2 separate regions of the Anas platyrhynchos genome follow, and region 1 is linked to region 2. A link is a contact called in public Hi-C data. All regions are on one chromosome and are shown on one strand. The core of a region is the stretch at or near the end of the contact, and the rest is flanking DNA. Distances in the headings are between cores, read along the strand shown.

The links. A called contact is a pair of places that touch in the nucleus more often than the background predicts.
Region 1: a Hi-C map of skeletal muscle shows a contact between it and region 2, with 2.2 times the contacts expected there. The contact joins two enhancer-like sites. A contact is called at or near these places in 5 of 8 Hi-C or Micro-C datasets (liver, skeletal muscle, small yellow follicle and 1 more).

Annotation. Positions count from the first base shown.
Region 1 is chr1:64,572,020-64,576,991 of IASCAAS_PekinDuck_T2T, reverse strand. DCP1B (decapping mRNA 1B) reads left to right here. Exons shown (of 7, transcript XM_072039985.1): 7 at 1-256. Among named protein-coding and RNA genes, the nearest start is that of CACNA2D4, 16 kb to the right of the region's middle. Within about 2 kb of position 2,736, at least 3 of the 8 cell types and tissues checked have an H3K27ac peak or open chromatin away from gene starts, as enhancers often do. A contact at or near this core is called in small yellow follicle, where this site is marked.
Region 2 is chr1:64,505,203-64,509,960 of IASCAAS_PekinDuck_T2T, reverse strand. CACNA2D4 (calcium voltage-gated channel auxiliary subunit alpha2delta 4) reads left to right here. Exons shown (of 39, transcript XM_072039791.1): 24 at 108-201; 25 at 1,079-1,174; 26 at 2,627-2,754. Among named protein-coding and RNA genes, the nearest start is that of LRTM2, 38 kb to the right of the region's middle. Within about 2 kb of position 2,335, at least 3 of the 8 cell types and tissues checked have an H3K27ac peak or open chromatin away from gene starts, as enhancers often do. A contact at or near this core is called in small yellow follicle, where this site is marked.

The DNA.
Region 1 (4,972 bases), core at 1,487-3,986, 67 kb before region 2:
GGGGAGACTACATGGTGTAAAAGTCCTATTAATTTTTTAGCGCGTTCCTGGAGCACAGTGATTTCTTTGACCCATTTTTAAAGAAAATAAAATGGATAATCCCTCCAATGTGGTGATTTTATTTTATTGTACCATGGACTATATATTTAGAATTGTTGGGATCACTTGTATTTCTTTGACTCTGGAATGTTTTTACACTTGGCAGAAGAGACATTAATGAGATTTTAAATCAATTAGAATAAATGACTGAAAGAATTTCTTTATGTTCATATTAACATCTATTTCTGAAGTGTGAGTTTACTACAGTTTAAGAACCCCAAGCTGTTGCTGAGATGTTTCTTTTATGGGTGCCGGGAGCCTGACATGTAATGCATAAATGAGTAATGCTAGACTTTTCCTACATGAAGTAGCTCATAGAAAGCAAGATGTATTCTGGTTCCGCTCGCTACCAAACTGCTCGCAATTGTTTCAGATTCAGTGAAAAGACCAGGTTGCATGGGTATCGGCAAGGGCAGGCCTTAAAGACAGGAAGCCCTGTAGCCATTATGATTTATGTGATTCTGCTGAACTAATTCGAATAACTTCTGAATGAACTGATGTGAAAGAAATTGGAATCTGCACAAAGGATTTTTTGAGATACATAAATACGTGCATAATGTCTGTGATTATGGATTATTTGACAGTACAATTTAGAGATGATGGGGATGCATAGGTAAGACCTCATTTGACATGTAGAACTTCTTGTAAATGGTGGGTAAAAATAATCCCGTAGTATCTCTGACTGTGTTTGTGATTGGTTTTCTACTTAGGGGAGAAACACTTTTATTTACCAAAAAAAAAAAGCTATTTTGATGCATGAATTTTAAGAACATCCTTATTTATTGCTTTTCAGAGTAAGGTGTCATTTTAAAAAACTTACAGGATTACTTTTTTTAAATACCTGTTCACTCTTGATGTGTATGACAACAGTATCGGCACCACACTGAACAAGCTGAGGCATATCTTAAAGCAGACAAGGATAAAGTTAGTTCAGGGTTTCTACTTGCTGCCCTCTCTTCTGGTTATGGCTACGCTGAATAACAACGATAGAACTGTTCTTCTCACATTCTCACTGCTCTAAGAGGTATCTGGGATTGTTCAGGTGGTGTAAACTTGCCTTTTGTGAGGTTTATGAGGGTAGTTGCTACATGAAGGAGGTGCCATTTTAGTTGACTTGCATACTTACCACGAACAACAGAGGTAAGAATGTAGAACAGGCTCATAAAGAAATATTCTCAATTCTGTGATAACAAACAAAAGAGGAAGAGTATTGAAAGAGATGAATCGAAGCCAAATTTGTTGCCTAGCTTTCTATTTCAGATAGCCAAACGTGCTTCTTCAGAGGCATTTGGGAACTGGTTTCATACCAGTGTGACCTTTATCACCTTCATGCATTAATCCCAGTCTCAGCATCAAGGTTTTCAGTGTATTTCCACTTAACTACTGCCCACTTCCTTACAGAATTCCATACCTATTGAACTAGAGAGAGAAGATGAGGAGTAGAAAGTCAATGAAATGCTGGAACATAATCTCTAACTAATTCTGTTGGTGTTTATCACGGAAATTTGTAATGTTCAGTGAAAGCATCCAAACCTTTCCTCGGGCCCTTCTCACAGAAAAATCAAATCTTTAATTTGATTTTTATTCATTAGCTCTCTATTGCTCCTCTCTCTTCTCTTCCTTGTTGTTGTTGCAAAGGGGATAATTAAAACTGCACAGCAAAATAAAAATTTTCCAGGAGCAGGATGCAGCTGAACAAGCAGGGTGCTTCGTCTCCTCTGACGGCCTATTTACGTTGTGTTGAGCTTTGAATTTCAGTCACAAGTGCAGTGGGTATTCTAGATATCTTTGTCCCTCTAGGATATTAAAACAACAGTTTAATATTTTAGCAAACTTGGAGAAACTTGCTGCAGAAAAGACAAAAGAGATATTTCAGCAAGCTTTTGAGGCTCTAATGTTGCAAATGTTATGAGAAGGCAGCAGCTTTACCCAGAGGGATTTCTGAAACCTAGAGAAAAAGCAAAATTCTAGTCATTGAAGTGAATAATGCACTAAAAAATTAATCGTCAGTCAACATACAAATAACTTCACTGCTAGTCCTGACTAAGGACTTTTAAGACACTCGTGAGTGCCAGCCTTTTCCAAACTGCTGTGGCTATCTCCAACAGGCTTGTTCTGACCTCTGGGCATGAATCTGCGTGGAGTGGAGCTGGGAGTACAGGAGGGGACTTGGCATATGCAAACAGGAGCAAAATGTGGTCCTGCAATAACCTGAAGAAACAAAGGCTGTAGTTTTATAAACACTTTAAGCTGGCTGTGGTGCTGAAGAGGCATCACATCCCAGCCACCCACTCTTGGCTGTTTACTTCTGCTCCCACACCGGTCTTTCCTTCCATCTCCCATCATTTTTCTCCTCCTTTGTTTTGATTAAGGCAGCTATGTGGTAAAATGTGTTGCAGCAGAATTGGTTGAGGTTAAGACTCCCTGCACTCAGAGGTTGGTTTAAACCTAGATGGATTTAGCGGGCAGCAGCACAGGCACCTGCACTGGTCTGAGGATGTGGGTGTGAGGCATGTGGTAAATGAGAGGGATCTGCAGAGAGGAAAGTGAGGTGGGAAGGTTGAGCTGCTCTGTTGCCTTAAACTGACTTGAATTTCTGTGAAACTGATCTGGATGCCGTTTGCCTCTTCATGTAGTACTCAGAAGATGCCACGAAGATCAAAATGTGACTTCATTGTTGTGCCCTACCTTGGCTGCTCGTGGAAGTCCATGAATGCGTTGGCAAATACCTCTGCAAAGGTCAGGTATTGTTTGTGAGCCTAAGCTCTCTAGGCTCTGTGCAGAGGCAGGGCAAGGACAGGATCCTGAGGGCAAGCCTGAGTACAAACCTAATTTAGCCAGGGAGATTAGATTGACTGGGCTAAAGTTAGCCTCTGCAAGCACCTTCCACAGCACTGCCACTGTCTTGTACTGAAACTACTGACAGCTGAGCCAGCCCCTACTTCTCCTCACAATACAGCAGCTTTTTGGGTGAATTTTCCCTTGTTATTTTTTTTTAATTCAGTGGAGACTATCATCAAACCTCAAAAGACTGCTCAGATACAAATCTTCCTGGTATGGAGGTGAATGAGAAAGGCAAGGAACAGATTGGATTTGTGTGTATGGCTGAGAAAACTACTGAAATGAACAGGAAATGAGCAGTGGTAAGATACAGGGAGGGAGGGAGAAAAAATATATATTTTAGGTCATTTTAAAGAACAGATTTTTGAGAAAAAGTGTGTCCTGTATATGATCACCTTTACATTTTAGCTCATGGAAAAAATTCTTGTTGTAAGTTGTCTACATTCATGCTGTTGAAGCTGAGTAACACCATGAAGTGGTTCCAAAGAATGAATTTAGCATTAGCATCTTGTATACACAATAGGAAGTCACTACATGTGTTTTGTGAGCAGCAACCTCAGTCACACATAATAAAAATAAATAAATGAAACTATTTGGGTTATTCATTGATTAAAATCCTTCTTATATTAGGGCACAAATTCTACAAAAATCAAAGCAAGTTCTGAGCTCATGACAATGTGTGCACTAGCAATATTTTCAATAGAGATATGAAAAAAAAACACCTCATGTTGTGTGGTAGCTAACCAAAAGTCAAGCAATTGAAACTATCGCAGCTTCCCTTACTATCAGTATGATAGCAGCCTGCTTTCAAGCCGTGGGGGAACTAGGGGAAACGATGACAACGTCCTGCAGCTGCTACCCTGTACACAGCTGGATGCTAAACCCATGGCTACGTCCTACACAATTAACTCTTTTCTTGCCTGGGTATCGCCACCCCGTGTTTTAGGCCCATCAGCTGAGTGCAGAGCTCCTGTGCTTTGGCTTGAACTCTGCTGGTGTGCACGTCTGTCACTGCAAATAGCTTTGGGTATGGCTATCAGCGCCGTATTTCTTCACCTGGTACCTGAAATCTACTTACAAAACCTACTGAAATAGAGACGGATGCTATTATTATGTCACTTCAAAACCTACCCGGTGTGTTTTTCTCCAGCACTTGCCTGTAAGCACGGCATGTAGCAGGCCGGCAGGATGGAGCGTGCAGCCTCTTGGCAGCACTCCCGGTGTAGGGCCACTCGGGCTGGGAACAAAAGCTCTGCTTTCCTTCATTTTTACTGCTGCTTAGCCGTCTGGCTCGCTGACGGTCTCCTTCTTTCCACTTAGAGCAGTAGCCCCAGACCTACCACTTAGTAAAAGTGTCTGTGGGCCTCATTCCTCTAGAATTTTTATTGTTTGTTATGCCTGAGGATCTCCCCTTGGGTTCTTACCAGGCAAATCCTGCACTCCCTGGCCTCTCCCGCTGATGCAGCCAGCTGTGGCCTGGAGTTTGAATTAGAGCATCAGTCAGGGTGTAGTATCATAGCCTAAGCCTGGGGTCCCATGCTTAGTGCTTAGTGTTTGGCAATAGAGGTAGTGATTGCCACCTCTTTTCAGAGCCGTGTTTGTATGCACAACCCATTTGTTCCCACTGTCTCATCCTCTTACCATAGCCTTTTCCCTTCCTGCTTCCACACCTGACACTAAACTAATCCCTGACTGCAGGGGGGCTGTTAAATCCAGCAATCGAAAGTTCTTCAGTGTGAAGTGCCCTGAACCAGCCAGCTGACCAGAGCTGAAGACAGTAAGCACTTATTTCTGAGCCATCAGCAGGCGGTCAAAGCAAGCAGGCTTTGCAAAGGAGGGCACTTTGCAAGTGCTGCTGTGCATACCCTGAAGAAATCAGCTACCAAATTGAGAAGATTTTGGAGAGAAAATACCAATTTAGGAAGTGATAGAAAGATAAAAGTTGGTATTTCTTCTTGTCACACCATAACCTTTTTTCTTTATGCTGGTGCTGAGGGAGCAGGTCTGTATATAGAGGTGGTGGGATGGGGAA
Region 2 (4,758 bases), core at 1,086-3,585:
TGTGCCATGTAGCTCCAGTGCCCTGGGCCAGGCAGATGCTCCATATCTAAGGCATCTAGAGGGGCACATGTCTTCCTCTCCTGATTCTTGTTCCCCTTCCTCCTTAGGTGATGAGGAGCTGGTCCAGGAAGTGCTGTTTGATGCCGTGGTCACTGCACCCATGGAAGCCTACTGGACAACACTAGCCCTCAATATGTCCTTGTAAGTGTATGAGAAGCAAATATGGGTAAAACACCATTGAACCTCATTGAACCTGCATATCCAGATGCTATGGGCTTACATTATGCCTGAAAGAGTCACAGATTCTTTCAAAGTATAAAAGAAACTTTAGAAACAGCTTAAAGGGCTGTTAGAAATAGCTCAATAGCTTTACAAATAGCTCAAAAAGCATCTCTCAGGAGTGGACTCCCGCAGGTTGGGCCTTCTCACGTAAGTTTGGTGAGGGTTTTTCTTGGTAACAGAATATTAATGCCATTCATGTTTGAATTCCACTGGAGGCCAGCAGTGATTCAGTGAACAAAGATCTGCTTTCAGCAGACAACATGCAACTTACACAGATGTGTGGCTATGGGACTCTTGTCCCTGTTTCAGTTACCAGTAACCCTGCTACTGATGGAGCTTGAACCAGGAGCAATTGTGCTAGGATACCCCAATACCAGTGCACACACCCTTACACAGCCAACACCAACACACACCTCTTATTTTAAGGTTGTGCCATACCACAACACTGCAGCAGGCTCTCTACCATGTAGCTCTCCCATCTGTGCCCTTGATAATTCCAGCAAGACACATCCAAATCAATCTACAGAGCCAGTCTGTTACCCTGCCCATCCTGTGCTTGTTTAAGACAGATATTCTCTCTCTGCAGTCCTTTTTCCTCGCTTCAACCTACGTACAGGCAGCCTAGAGCAGGGCTAGCAGGAAGACAACAGCTTACATCCTCCTTTCAAAAGAATGCAATGAGAAAATTTCAAAGGTGTCAATCTAGGCACAGGTCTAAGCCTAAAGTCATCACTCAGGCAGAAAGATGGCTCTTCTGAGAACTGTTTGCTTCTGCTTGTATATTTCTTTTCCACAGGGAGACTGAGGCAGGGGTCGAGATGGCATTTCTGGGCACTCGAGCTGGACTCATGAGGAGTGCTCTGTATGTGGGCTCTGAGAAACTTTCCAACAGGTAAGTCCCTACTCTGCATTAAGGGATTTCTCTCAGCGTCTCTGAAGGGGCACCATGAAATTAACACCAGGCTTAGAAATTTATTTGGGGACGCAGAAATAGAAAGTAAAGGAGCAAGACCCTGGTGGGATGGGTGCTGATTTATGCAGGCAGGGTAAGGGCCTTTTATGTTTCTCTGGTCCTCTTGATTTTTTTCCTGAAACACTGTCCCAAAGTACGTTAATTTCACTGTAAAATGGAAAACTTTGATTATGCCCCAAATTCTGTCATCTTAGAGAGGAAATGTCCACAATTACTCTATACCCCCAGGACCATTTTGCAGTGTAAAGGCTCTGCACTCCAGCGGCCCGGTGATGTTCCAGCTTGGCTGGGTTTGATCTTTCTGTCTCAGTTCCTCTCTCCCAGTTTTATTCTGTTCTGACTCTTACACTGCTCCCATCATAGCATCCCAGTGCCTTCCAGTGATGCATTAAGTGATGTGACTGACATCTGTCATATACGATTCATTCCCTTGTCCTCTCCCTCAAGGCAAAAGTACATATTCAGAGGAGTTTTTTGATGTGGAAAGGGCACAGTTTTCATTTTAGTTGAGGTTTGAATGTGCAGGCTGGGCCACGCTTCTGTAAAAAAGGCCAGGCTGCAGAGGCACCACCAGCAGATGGAACAAAACAGGGTGGTGGTGTTCCTCAGCTTTGTGCCAGGTGTTTCGCTGTCTCCCAGTTCTCCAAATAGGAATTGGATATTCAAGGCGGGGAGCTCCGTTGTGCCTGACGTACACACCCTGACAGCCACAGTCCTCCTGTTTCTGATGATAACTCAGCATAGTCAGGATCTGGTGACGAGGAATTAAAACCCACCTGCTAAAGGAAGCTAACATGATGACTCCCTACCCCACACAGTTGTTCAGTGCTTCCCAATGCTCGCAGTCACTACATCTCAATGAGGGATCTGTCACAGGAGAGGCACTTTCGGAATCTCCTGACGGGAAGGCACTGCATAAACGAGCAATTAGCGCTCTGTCAGAAAACATACAGCAAAAGGAAGCCCGAAAACCACGGGGACGCGTCGGCCAGGCAGGCTCAGGAGCCCTTAGCGTCTCCTTCACCCCCAGCCCTGCCCCGCGCCCTCGCCGTGCGGGCGGCGGCGGAGCGGCGGCGCCGAGGGCCTCGGCCGGGCCAACAGCGGCACCTGGCGGGCGGCCGGCGGCGGAGCGGCGGCCGCGATGGCCCCGGGGGTGCCGGCAGAAAATGGCGGCTGGAGGGCCACGAATGGCCCCCAGGGAGCCTGAGGGGACACAGCGGTTCCCAGCGCGGAGCTTGGCTCCTGCCTTTGTGGGTTACATGGGGCCCGCGGGTGTCCCGCAGGTGCTGAGGGGCTCTAAGTGGCTCCAGGGGGTGGCCAGCCCCGGGGGATGCACTGTATGAAGAGCTGCTCTCTGGTTTGTGCTGGCAGGAAATTCCTGACTCGGAAGGACAAGGAGAGCATCTTCACCATGGACCACTTCCCTCTGTGGTATCGCCGGGCAGCCGAGCATCCCCCCGGCAGCTTCATCTACAGCATAGTTTCGGAAGATGATGCAGGTAACCTCAGCCTGAACACAAGAGGAGAGAAGAAGAAAGGTTTTTCACGTATAGCTTCCAACGCCACGCTTAGCCCAAACCCTTTATTGCCACTCTTGCACAGTAGGAATTACTGAGGCATTCAGCATACCCTGCGTAGAGGCATAGAGTCAGAACCATCAGAGTCACAGTTAGGACTGATGAGGAGTCAGCAGGGACTCAGGAAGAAGTGACGTTAGAGGGTGGCCTTTTTTTTTTTTCATCACCGCTTTCCATGGCAGGACAGGACAGGTTTTTTAGGGACAAGGGAGGAGTGCTTGTCCATAGTTTTCTCCTGGTGAGGGTGTCTCGTTGGTGCCCTATGTTCTTCCCATCGCGCTACGAGAATATGGCACCTCCTCCTTAGCAAAGGAGCTCAAACACAAGAGAAAAAGCAAAGATTGGCTTTACAGCATCTCTTGCTTAGGGTGTTGGTTCCTGTGAGCTTGCAGAGCCAGCCAGGACTTCCTCAAAGGCTGGAAGAGAGCAGAAGAGCCTGGAAAGGAAAAAAAAAAATCAAAACAAAATCCTGTTGTGAGACTCCTACACAAAAGGCGAAATCCCCTCTGTGCCCTCCCTGGCCCCTAGCACTCAGTCTCTGTCAGGGAGCTCAGCACTTGAGCTGTTAAAGCTTTTTGTGGCACTGTGGTGGGAGGCTGGTGGGTGGGAAAGCAAGCAGCAACGAGAAAACCAGACTGGGAGGCTGGAGATGAACCAGGATGTAAAGAGGGAGGGATGGGAAGAGAAAGGACTTGAAACCTTCCACCCAGGCCTCTCTCTCTGCACAGCACCCTTACATCTCCCTCAAATTGCAAGTGAAGAAAGAGGAGGAGGAGAAAGCATGGCAGGAGAGACCTTTTACTCCCCTGCACGCAACAGCATTTGCTCTTTGGAATACGGTGTGATTTAGAAAAACAGGCAGGAACACCCTGTGGGGCTCCCTAGGACAGCTATTATCCAGACCCTAAGTAGGCCCTACTACTGCTGGCTAAATATTGGGATTGTGGCTTTATTTGCCATCACAGGTAGTTTTGCATGGATAAAGGCAGAATAAAAGCTGCCTCTGTTTTCTGTATGACATTGCTATTGGTCAGGAACTTCAGTCAAGTCCAGGACCCCATTTGCCTGGAAACCCTACAGGCACTTTATAAGAAGTAATGCCTGCTCCTGAAGACCTTATTCTCTAAAATGTGCAGGAGATTATTAGTCTCGTTAGGCATGAGCAGCTGGGATTAGACTGATTCATGAAATCATACAAGATGGCTGTGAAGTGCCTGAAAATAATATTCAGTTCCTCTGAGCCACTGTGCTTCACTGTCAGAGCAGACTCTGAGCCTTTCATGTGACATCCTGAGAAGTAGAGGTGCCTCACCTCTACTGTTGGTCAGAACAGGCCACCAAGTTTCTTAAGAAATTCATGCTGATTAGATCCCAAAGTACCCCTTCCATGCTTTCCTCACGAGCCAGTATATGCCCATGGTGTGACAGGGGGGTCCATTGCCAATACTCTTCTTGTCACATAAGAGGGAAGAGCCCAAAGACCTCCATGCTGGTGAGGAGTGCAGCAGGGAATGGCTGCAGGTCATGAGAAAAATTTATCTAGGGTACCCCCCTCCAGTGTCCAAAAGTCCCAGATTGAAGACAATAGCAGGGAAAGCTCTGCAAGTCAAATAAAACCATTCATGCAGTCCAGATGTGTCGTGATGTTTGTTGGGTTTTGTGTGTGTGTGCTGGGTTTGTTTGTTCCTTTGTTTTTCTAAGGGACAATATGAGCATGTTGCTTATTTGTCTCATCCTCGGGGTGAGCAAGAAATTTGGGGTTCACCATAAAGGCAGGATCAGGCTCAAGGCATGTGAGCATAAGTTGGCTGGGTATTTGTTTCACGAGGGCTTTACTAGTTCTGACATCCTTGAGCAAGCTAATCTGGCTTCAGTCCAAACAAAAAAAAAAAAAAAAAAAAGAGACTCAAGGCTAAACTGCAGTAG